Linked DNA regions of Sus scrofa: all the other regions are linked to region 3. Evidence: chromatin contacts called from public Hi-C and HiChIP or PLAC-seq data. All regions are on one chromosome and are shown on one strand. The core of a region is the stretch at or near the end of the contact, and the rest is flanking DNA. Distances in the headings are between cores, read along the strand shown. Region 1 overlaps KCNK3 (potassium two pore domain channel subfamily K member 3). Region 2 holds the start of CIB4 (calcium and integrin-binding family member 4). Region 3 holds the start of KCNK3 (potassium two pore domain channel subfamily K member 3).

The links. A called contact is a pair of places that touch in the nucleus more often than the background predicts. HiChIP or PLAC-seq counts read pairs in DNA pulled down with a chosen protein or histone mark.
Region 1: an H3K27ac HiChIP or PLAC-seq map of skeletal muscle shows a contact between it and region 3. The contact joins the enhancer-like site here to the promoter of KCNK3 in region 3. A contact is called at or near these places in 7 of 47 Hi-C or Micro-C datasets (adipocytes, embryonic fibroblasts, fetal heart ventricle and 4 more) and 1 of 2 datasets of contacts at active chromatin or transcription factors (skeletal muscle).
Region 2: a Hi-C map of epiblast stem cells shows a contact between it and region 3, with 1.6 times the contacts expected there. The contact joins the promoter of CIB4 here to the promoter of KCNK3 in region 3. A contact is called at or near these places in 2 of 47 Hi-C or Micro-C datasets (epiblast stem cells and liver).

The regions. Positions count from the first base shown.
Region 1 is chr3:112,324,231-112,327,221 of Sscrofa11.1, reverse strand. The region is part of intron 1 of KCNK3 (potassium two pore domain channel subfamily K member 3); the gene reads left to right. Among named protein-coding and RNA genes, the nearest start is that of SLC35F6, 29 kb to the right of the region's middle. Within about 2 kb of position 1,506, at least 12 of the 83 cell types and tissues checked have an H3K27ac peak or open chromatin away from gene starts, as enhancers often do. A contact at or near this core is called in skeletal muscle, where this site is marked.
Region 2 is chr3:112,414,398-112,417,651 of Sscrofa11.1, reverse strand. CIB4 (calcium and integrin-binding family member 4) reads right to left here and starts at 1,943. Exons shown (of 5, transcript XM_021087727.1): 1 at 1,582-1,943. The coding sequence starts at 1,779.
Region 3 is chr3:112,357,504-112,360,542 of Sscrofa11.1, reverse strand. KCNK3 (potassium two pore domain channel subfamily K member 3) reads left to right here and starts at 1,331. Exons shown (of 2, transcript NM_001315680.1): 1 at 1,331-1,678. The coding sequence starts at 1,396.

The sequences.
Region 1 (2,991 bases), core at 257-2,756, 33 kb after region 3:
CACCCCAACTGGCAGCCCTCCATGCTGGGCACCCACGTCAGCAGGTCCTCGAGGCTCCCTCGCCCTTTCACCCAGTGACAAGACAACAGGCGAAGGGGCGGGGTCACACTGCCCCAGGTCTGAGGCTTGGAAGAGCATCTGAATCCCTGGATATCGTACCCTGTTGCCACTTCCGCCCTGTCCAGCTCAGGGCAGTGCCCCAGGATGAGGCTCCCAGTGCGATGCTCGGGCCTCAGTTTCCCGCGCGGGTGGCCCTTCCTGAATGGTAAACTGGCTCTGAGGCATCTGAGTGATGAGTCAGAAAGCCCTAGCGGTCTTGGCCAAGTCACAAGGCTGCTCCAGCCTTCCCTGCTCCAGCTATAAAGCAGAGATAGTCAGAATAATGACCGTGTAGGAGTTTTGTGGATTAAAGTTAAAAATGTATCTGAAAGATAAGACCTTAGCCTGTGGTAGGAAGCGAGAGCAGGCCCTGGGGGCATCCGGCTCAAGGGCCAGGCACGTCTAGGCTGGGGCCACCCTGGACACACGTTGGTGGCTGTAGCAGCACGTGAGGCTCGGGCCTAGGGGCCTTTGGTTAAGCCTGGATGGGCCCTTCGCTATGAAAAAAATCGCTAAATTCAACAGGAGGCAGACAGGGGATGGAGCCTGTCGCTTGTGGCTGGAGACAGGGAGAGCAAGAGGGCACTCAGGATCTGGGCAGGCGGGGGCAGGGAGGACAGGGGGCCAGGCCCTGGCAGAAGAAGGCGGCCACCGTGTCTGCTGGGATGCGGGCTGGATCCAGATGCGTGAGGGCTTTCCTGAAGCTGGGGGACTTTGTGAGCCATCCGCAGGAGGCAGGGAGGCCTCTGGGCCGGCAGACACTGGTTTTTCCTAAAGGACAGTGGACTTGGAGCAGTCGCAGCTTATGAACAAATACAGGGCGAGGGAGCAGTGGTGGCGAGAGGGGGGTCCCTTTCCTCGATGGTAGGATACAGCTGCCTGACCCCCCGAGACTGCCCACCCTCAGAATGACCTTCCCCTGCGAGTCCCATTACCGCCGTTTCATTTCTCAACACCACAGGTTTCAAAGCACCTTCATGCCCAGTCTCTACTGCTGACTGGCAACGGTCCAGCTCTGGCAATGGTGGCAGGGTGGGGATTCGCAGTCAGAGCTCAACCCCTGAGAGTGCAGACCAGACAAGAGAGGCCCAGAGAGGGGACAGGACTAGCCCAAGGTCACACAGCCAGCTCATGGTCAAGCTGGGCTGGTCCATGCCTCCCACTCGCTGTGAGGCCCCAGTCTCAGTGCCATGCCCTCCCCCACGCTCCGTGCTGTGCCGGCCTGGGGGACAGGGAAGGACAGGATGAGAAGCTGCTCTGGCTCCGAGCCGGCCCAGCTGTCGAGGTGAGTTGTGGTCTGGCTGCTGGGGCCGAGCTGGCGGGCACAATCTGTTCTCACCCCGCTGGGGCGCAAACGGGCCAGGCATGACGGCTCCAGAGCTCAGCTAGCCAGGCCCCTGGCAAATGGGGACACAGTCACCAGCTAGATGCCACAGCTAGGGGGCAGAGAAGCCCATTCTAAGGGCAGCCCACAGCCTCACACGCCCCAGGGCAGCTGTCCCCAGACCTCCCTGGGCTTTAAGAGTCACGTGGCCTTGGGCTGACAGAGACAACACCTTTACCGGAACCGAGCTGTCCCCCAGCCCAGGTGATCGATTGGAAACCTGAGGGAAATCTGGCTTCATTCATCACGAATCACACGGAGCTGTTACTGAGCGCTTGCTATGCCCCAGGCTGTACGCTAAAGGCACTACACATGTTATCTCGCTTATTTCTCCCCAAAAGCCCGGTGATGCAGGCGCGACTTATTAGCCCTATGTTATAGATGTGGAAACCAAGGCTCAGGGAGGATTTTAAAAAAACACAGTCCGTGGCAGAGTCAGGAATCTGAGTTCAAATCAGACGCCAAAGCAGATGGTATGCTGCCCTGTCATCAATTCATCAGACGAGCCGTATTTGGGGCATACCCCATGGGTGTGGCTGCCTATGCGGAGGGGGACCAGGGAAGACGACAAGGTCCAGCAGTACCCACGCCTTCCACCCCAAGGGAGTACTGAGCTGTCCATACGTAGTTTAGGGACCTGAGGGACAGAGCAGGGGACGGTGGTAACAATGACCCTGGACTTCGAAATTGAACATTCTCAGTGCCACTCAAAGCAGGGATCACTTTCAGCTGTGAGCAATCCGGGACACCTGCATGGAAGAAGAAGCATTTGATGAAGTTTTGCTAAAGTTTAGCAAGGAGGAAAAAATGGAGAGCCTGTCAGCATTATTTTATTATAATAATCCTATTAATAAAAGTGATAAATATCTTAACAGATCAGCGAAGGAAGCAGGGCCAGACCAGCAGACATTATTTTACAGTTGGGGAAACATGCTCAGAGAGGGTGAGCGATTTGCCCAAGGTCACACAGCCACTAGCGACAGGGCCAGAACTTGTGCCTAGGGCTTTTAAGTTACCATCTTGGGTCCTTTCCCCTTGGAGTCTTCAGGCAGAATTCTTGACTTAGGCCATGTGACTGGCTGGCTGGCTGGCTTGGAGGGAGGCTTTGCCTCTGCCTGGCTCCTGGCCCACTGAGGGCGGAGGAACTGGGGGGGGGGGGCATGATAGGGGTTGAGGTTGTCTGACTGGTGATAGTAACACCTGGAAGAACCACCAGGGCTCTTCCTTTGACAAAGACAATGCCACATCCCCTTGAGGACAGACCCTACTTTGGGACCAGGCACAGAGGATGACCCCCGGGCCCCAGACTGGGTCTGATGAGGACTCTGGAGCATTAAGTCATGGCGGGAGGGAACTGTCTCCTTTCTCCTTCTCTGACATGGGTGGACCTGCTGCTGCCTCTGGGAGATTGGAGGGCCCCAGGCTCGAACTACCATCCTAAGCTTTGGCTGAAATTAAGGAAGTCATCAAGACGCATCTGTGCCCCAGGTTCCCCCCTTCACACTGAA
Region 2 (3,254 bases), core at 694-3,193, 56 kb before region 3:
CTGATCTAGTCCAGTGCTTGCTCCTCTGGGGCTCAGATCCGAGCCCCCAGGCGTGACTAGGGTGTGCTGGGTCCATGCAGAGTGCTGGGGCCACGGGTCACGCAACACCCTCCGTGCCAGCCCTCCAGGGCAGGTCTTTGCCAGCTTCTCCCCAGGGCGCCTGGCAGTCCCAGGCTCATGTCAGCACTGAGCCAAACCCTGATTAGACGCGGAGGTCAGAGTCCCGCCTGACTTTCAGGTTCTGTTGTGTCACGTGGTCCTGGGTGAATTGTTTCCCTCTTGGGAACTCGATTTTCCGATGGATAAAACCAAGGCAGAGAGCCTTGGACAGTGATTAGGCTGGCGGTTTCTAAGTTTCCTTCCAAGCTTAACATTCAGCTATTCTGGGCCGGACCGGGGACCCCACCCTCCGCCGGTTCAGCCTCGCCTTTGGGCTGCCCTGAGTGGATGGTCTGAGAGAAGTCCCCCTCCTGGCGTACACGTGTTTGTGGGTGTGGACTTGTGTGTGTAGGGCTGCAGGGCGTGCAGGGGTGTGCGTGTGAGAAGGGGGGTCTCAGGAGGACAGGCTCCCCATTTTTGTCTCCGGTACAGGCACATCCAGTTACATCATCTTTTTGAGGATTCGGCTCCCAGCTCCCCCATCCCGCTCCCCCCTCCGCATCCCTCCTGGTTCCCTTGTTGTCCCAGCTCCTGCCTCTATCGCAAGCCCCGGGCCCTATGTTCCTCCTGGGACAGGTCTGTCCCATCAGAGGGGTGGCCCCCTCCCCCAAGTGGTCTCTCCTTCACGACCCCGCCCCTCTCAGGCCCCTCCCAGCCTTTAAAGAGGCGCCCACAGCTCTCAGAGCCCTCTTGTTCCAGACAGAAAGGAAGACAGACTCCCATTGCACAATGACACCTTCGAACCATTATTCTGCCAAGATCCGAATGAAAACTCGGAACGCCTGACAGCGCCATGATTTGTTAACCTGACATCGCCTCGCTGTGCTTTGCACAAGGTTTAATTAAACTCTCAGGAGTGATTGGGGAGCCCTTGTATTGTGCACCTCTGGGCTTTTCCAGGAGCCCTGGGGCGGGGGAAGGGCAGGGCCTTTTTCACAACAGAGACAAAGGCTCAAGGATGGTCCCTAAAAGATTGGGAGTCGGGGGCACAGCGCAGCCTGTCGGAGTGCAAGGGGCCTAGGGGACCACTCCGCCCATTCAGGCGAGGACCCTGCTGAGACTAGTCTTTTCTTTTTCTTTCTTTCTTCCCTTTTTTTTTTTTTTGGTTTTTAGAGCCAAACCTGCCACATATGGAGGTTCCCAGGCTAGGGGTCAAATCAGAGCTACAGCTGCCGGCCACAGCCACAGCCACAGCCACATGGAATCTGAGTCTCATCTTCAATCTATATCACAGCTCACGTTAACGCTGGATCCCTAACCCACTGAGCGAGGCCAGGGATTGAACTTGTATCCTCATGGATACTTGTCAGGTTCGTGACCCCCTGAGTCACAATGGAAACTCCAGACCAGCACTTTGTGTGCTTCAGTGAATCCCAGTGATGCCACCTCCACCCCCTCCACCCCCACCTCCACTGGACTCACCCTCAGGGCCGGCAGGGAGCTGACCTGGTCCATGGTCAGCGTGGCCTCCTTGTAGTATTTTCCAGGGGGGCAGAGCTTCAGGAAGGAGTCATGGATGCTGAGAAGAGAGGCATGGTGGGCTGGGAGTGGGGACCAGCAGGCTGCCCCCTTCGCCTGCAAGCTGTCTTGGGAGGAAGGGGACTCAGGATTGATTGACATAGAGAAGGCAGTTATAAATCATTCTGCCCTTGCAGAAACATCCCTCAGGCTCCAGTGTGTCCCGGGGATTTAAGGATAAGCCAGGCCCAAGGAAAGGTACACGAAGGTGCCCTGTAGCCTGAACACAGCTTGCAAGTGCCCTGGAAGGGCCTTCTGTCCTCATTCCTCCAGCCCCTCATTTACGGATGAAGAAAACAGCAGGGCCTTGGGGAAGCCAGTGCACCACCCCGGGGCCATCTGCACAGGCCCACCCTCAGCCCAGAAAAAAGAGGTCGCTTGTGGGTGTGGCCGAGTCAGGATTAGAACCCAACTGCCTGCAGCCAGCAAACCACGCAGCCACCCGAGGCCAGCGAGCTGGCTCCAGACTGTGGGACTAAGCAGGTGTCCGCATCGATCCTATAATCAATGTCTCTGTCTGCCCGCCTCCTCCCTGCGCCAAGGGGTTTTGCTTACGAGGGATGGGCAGGTAGGGGGAGCTGGCTGTGCGAGAGGAAGTGGGTGGGAGCCACGTCTGCCCTAGGTCAAGAGGGGGCCGGCCATGACCCCATGTCCCTCCCAGCCCACATTCTGGGAGAATGGACTCCATCAGCCTTGTAAGGGGGCCCTGAACTTTACACGGGCAAGGTGGGCAGGAAGCCCAAAAGTGGGGTGTGGAATGGGGGAGCAGAGACCATCTCCAGGAACGAATGGGCTGAGGGAGGGATGCTAAGGATGACTGCAGGGAGGAGAGGAAAGCCATCGGAGCTGGCAGGTCCAGTGGCCTGCAGCTGAAGGGGGCGCTGGGAGTGGTCTGCCCCAGCCCGAAGCAGGAATTGTTAGAATTGCTGGGGTGGGGTGATAAAAGGCAGACTGACTTCGAGCGCATTTTATTAACTTTCAAGAATTCCCTGAGGCCATGCACCTGTATGGCCAGCGCCCAGGCTGGGCCGCTCCCACCATCCCCCACACTGGTTCCCCACTGGGGTGCCGACTGCCTGCTGCCAACTCACAGAGACATTTGTCTTTCGTGGAACTTGCATCACCATCCTACAAGGAAGGGATCGTTGTCTATTTTACAGATGCGGACACTGAGGCTCAAGGAGATGAAGCAACGCGCCTTGCCTAAGGTCACACTGGGGTCAGTGCGAAGGTCAGAGCGGTGGACACCAAAGCTTTTTAAACCCCAGGAGCCCCCAAGAGGGAGGTCTCAGGAGGACAGCAGGATGGGGGTGGGACTGGGGGAGGGCAGAAGAAAAGGAGTCCTCACTGCCATTGTCACCCCCCTTCTTGTTTCTCAGGCTCTGTGTGCTGGGTGCATTCGAGCGTATACACGCATTGAATCTTCCCAGCAACCCAGCGGGAGAGGTACAGGGGTGATCATTGCTATAGATGGGTAAATTGAGGCTCAGAGAGTTGAAGGAGGCTGCCCAAGGCCATACAGCTCAGAAGAGGTAGAGTGTGGGGTCTGAACCCTAAACTAGGCTTTTCGGGCTGTC
Region 3 (3,039 bases), core at 82-2,581:
CCTGAGGTCCCGCAGCTTGCCCTCCTCGCCACCACTGCCCCATGTGGACAAACGAAGAAACCGAGGTGTCGAAGGAGGTCTCCTGGCTCCTCCAGGTTGTCAGCAAGCCTCCGGATCTGGGCCCCCACCAACCCTATTTCAACTAGATCCCAGTCCTGTTGGGATGCCCCCTGGTGGTGTCCAGAGCTGTCGCTGGCAGCCCAGCCCAAGCCCAGCCCCGCCAGCCGGTGCAGGTCGAGCGCCATAGCTGTTAAGACAGACGGCCCCTGCGGAGCAGAGAGGAGGCCCTGGGACTGGGTGCTCCTGGCCTAGGCTACCCGTCTGTGCTTCCTCAGCCAGATCCAGGAGCTGTGCGGACCTGGGAAGGGACACTTTTCACAAGAGCAGGGCTTCCCCTTGGGTGCCGGCCCACATGTGCCCAGGTCCACAGCTGTGCCCTCCTGCTTCTAAGACAGCCAGCAGCATGGCAGAGGCTTGTAGCCTGGGAGGAGGGAAAGCTTGGTGGAGCCTTACCCCGTGCCCTTGCATGTCACCAGAGCTCCCTGTGCTCGCTTTCCTCATCCACATAGCAAAAGGCGGGACAGCAAGGCCCGAGGTCCCTTCCAGCATAGCCTGTCCTGATGTTGGCGGAGGGATGGGGGGGGCGGGGTAGAGGAATTGATCTGCGGGCTCTTTCCCTCTTGTTTGCTTTCTGTCTCTGTGGCATCGGTTTATCGCCAGCCATCCAGGTCTCTCTGGCTCCGTCTCCTGCTCTTTCTGTTTCCATCTTGCGCTCTGAGCCGCTCTCGCCCTGTGTTTTTCTGCCTGCCTCTTTTTCCTGAGTCTCTGAGTCTACCTCGGGTTGGCTCTCCTCGTCTGTCACACCCCCCCTCTGCCTCTTTTTCTCCCTCTTCGTCTAGAGTTCTCTGCGTCTCTCTGGCTACTTCGCTTTCGCCGGGCTCGCCCTCTCCCTCTCGCTCCCGCTCTCTCGCTGTCTCTCTCGGTCCTGCCCGGTCCCTCCACGCTCTCCCGCTCGCTCCCCCCCCCTTCCCCCTCCGCCAGCCCCCCTGCTCCCTCCCTCGGCGCGTCTCCCCAGTCCTTATTTGGCTGGGCGGGAGGGCTGGCGGGAGGAGGCGGCCTGCGGGCGGGGGGCGGGGGCGGGGGGCGGGAGCAGGGCCGGGCGGAGGAGGGCGGTGGGTGGTGCTGAAGGGACAGCTCCGCGGCGGCGGCGGCGGCGGCGGCGGCAGCGGCGGCGGCGTTGGCGGCGGCGGCCCCGGGGCGCGGAGTGGGTGCCCGGCGCGGGGGAGCGGCGAGCGCAGCCATGCCCCAGGCCGCCTCCGGGGCAGCAGCAGCGGCGGCCGGGGCCGGGGCGCGGGCCGGGGGCGCCGGGGGGCCGGCGGCGGCCCGGGCGGGACGATGAAGCGGCAGAACGTGCGCACGCTGGCGCTCATCGTGTGCACCTTCACCTACCTGCTGGTGGGCGCCGCGGTCTTCGACGCGCTGGAGTCGGAGCCGGAGATGATCGAGCGGCAGCGGCTGGAGCTGCGGCAGCAGGAGCTGCGGGCGCGCTACAACCTCAGCCAGGGCGGCTACGAGGAGCTCGAGCGCGTCGTGCTGCGCCTCAAGCCGCACAAGGCCGGCGTGCAGTGGCGCTTCGCCGGCTCCTTCTACTTCGCCATCACCGTCATCACCACCATCGGTAACTACTCGCCGGGCGGGGACCCGGGGGCTGGGCGCCCGGTTCTAGGGGAGTCGGGAGCCGGCTGGGGTTGGGGAGGTTCCCCCTGGAGAAGGGGTAGGCGCCGAACTCCGCGCTCCCAGAAACCCGAGTTCAGCCTGGCGTGTCTGCTCCGCGGGGACAGGGCTCGGGGGAAGCGTCGAATCCTGGCTCCGGACCTGACTCTCCGGCAGGGCCAGCCCCAACTTGTCCCTGCCAGGCTGCGAGAGGGCCCCAGGGGACTCTGAAGTGTGTGAGAGGGGCAGGAACGACTGGCGGAGGCTGAGGAGGAGGGGTGTGGCCGGGCCAGGCCCTGGAGCCGGGCGCCGAGGGTGAGTGCCGGGGGAGCGCTCGACTCCTCCGTGTCAGTGTCGCTGCAGAGGGGCTCCCGGACCCCGGCGGATCTACACCGGCTGGGGCTCCAGGGATGCAGGTACTTGGCACTTCAAGGCACACCAGGCCACTCTGGGTGCCTGAAACACCCCGTAACTGTGGCGAAGAGTACTGCTTGGGGTGTGTGTGTGTGTGGGTGTGTGTGTGTGTGTGTGTCCCCGTCCAGCTCCAGGAGTTTCCGCTCTGCCAGCCAGGGCCTTTAATTTTCTTAGGGCAGCAGAGCTAGTGCTGGAAGCCAAATCCAGCCCTGTCGGCTTTCTTTACTGCTGTCCCAGGAAAACAGGCACCTCACAGGGATGGCCCCGGCTCTCTTCTTCAAGCCAGGGCAGACTGGTGCATAGCACAGACACATGGTCAGACTCTCACGACATAGGCACAGGTGCACACACAGGTACACACACAAGCACACACAGGACATACACAGGAACACACACAAAGCACACCAGCAGTTATGCAGGAAAGTCTCTCCCGTGAGGCCCTTGATGTGCTCGTCAAAAGTGTCCAAACGGGAATAAACACCTCACCCACTCCCAAGATTAAGTCCAGCCCGGCTCCACCTCGCCTCCCGCTGTATGACCTTGGGCAAGTCCCTTCCCCTGCCTGGGTCTCAAGCTCACTTCCAGACCATGATGAAGTGATCTCAAGGGCTCCTCCCAGTCCTGATGTCCCCCCAGCCCACCTTCATCCGAAGGCCATGGGGATGCCTCCAGGAGCTGTTTCCTCCATCTTTCCCACTCAGCCTCCTCTCCCTGTCCCCCTCCTGGCCTTGGCTGAGTTCCCAGGGGCTCACTGCCACTTGGCATAGCCCAGGGCAAGATGGCAGTGTTTTCCTGGGAGTCCGCAGGAGTGGAGGGGAGGTAAAACGCAGGACTGGACACTGTCCCTGCTGTTTATCCACTGCAGGTCTCTGTCCCGAGGTTCTGCTGCTCTCTGGGGACCACAGGGAGCTA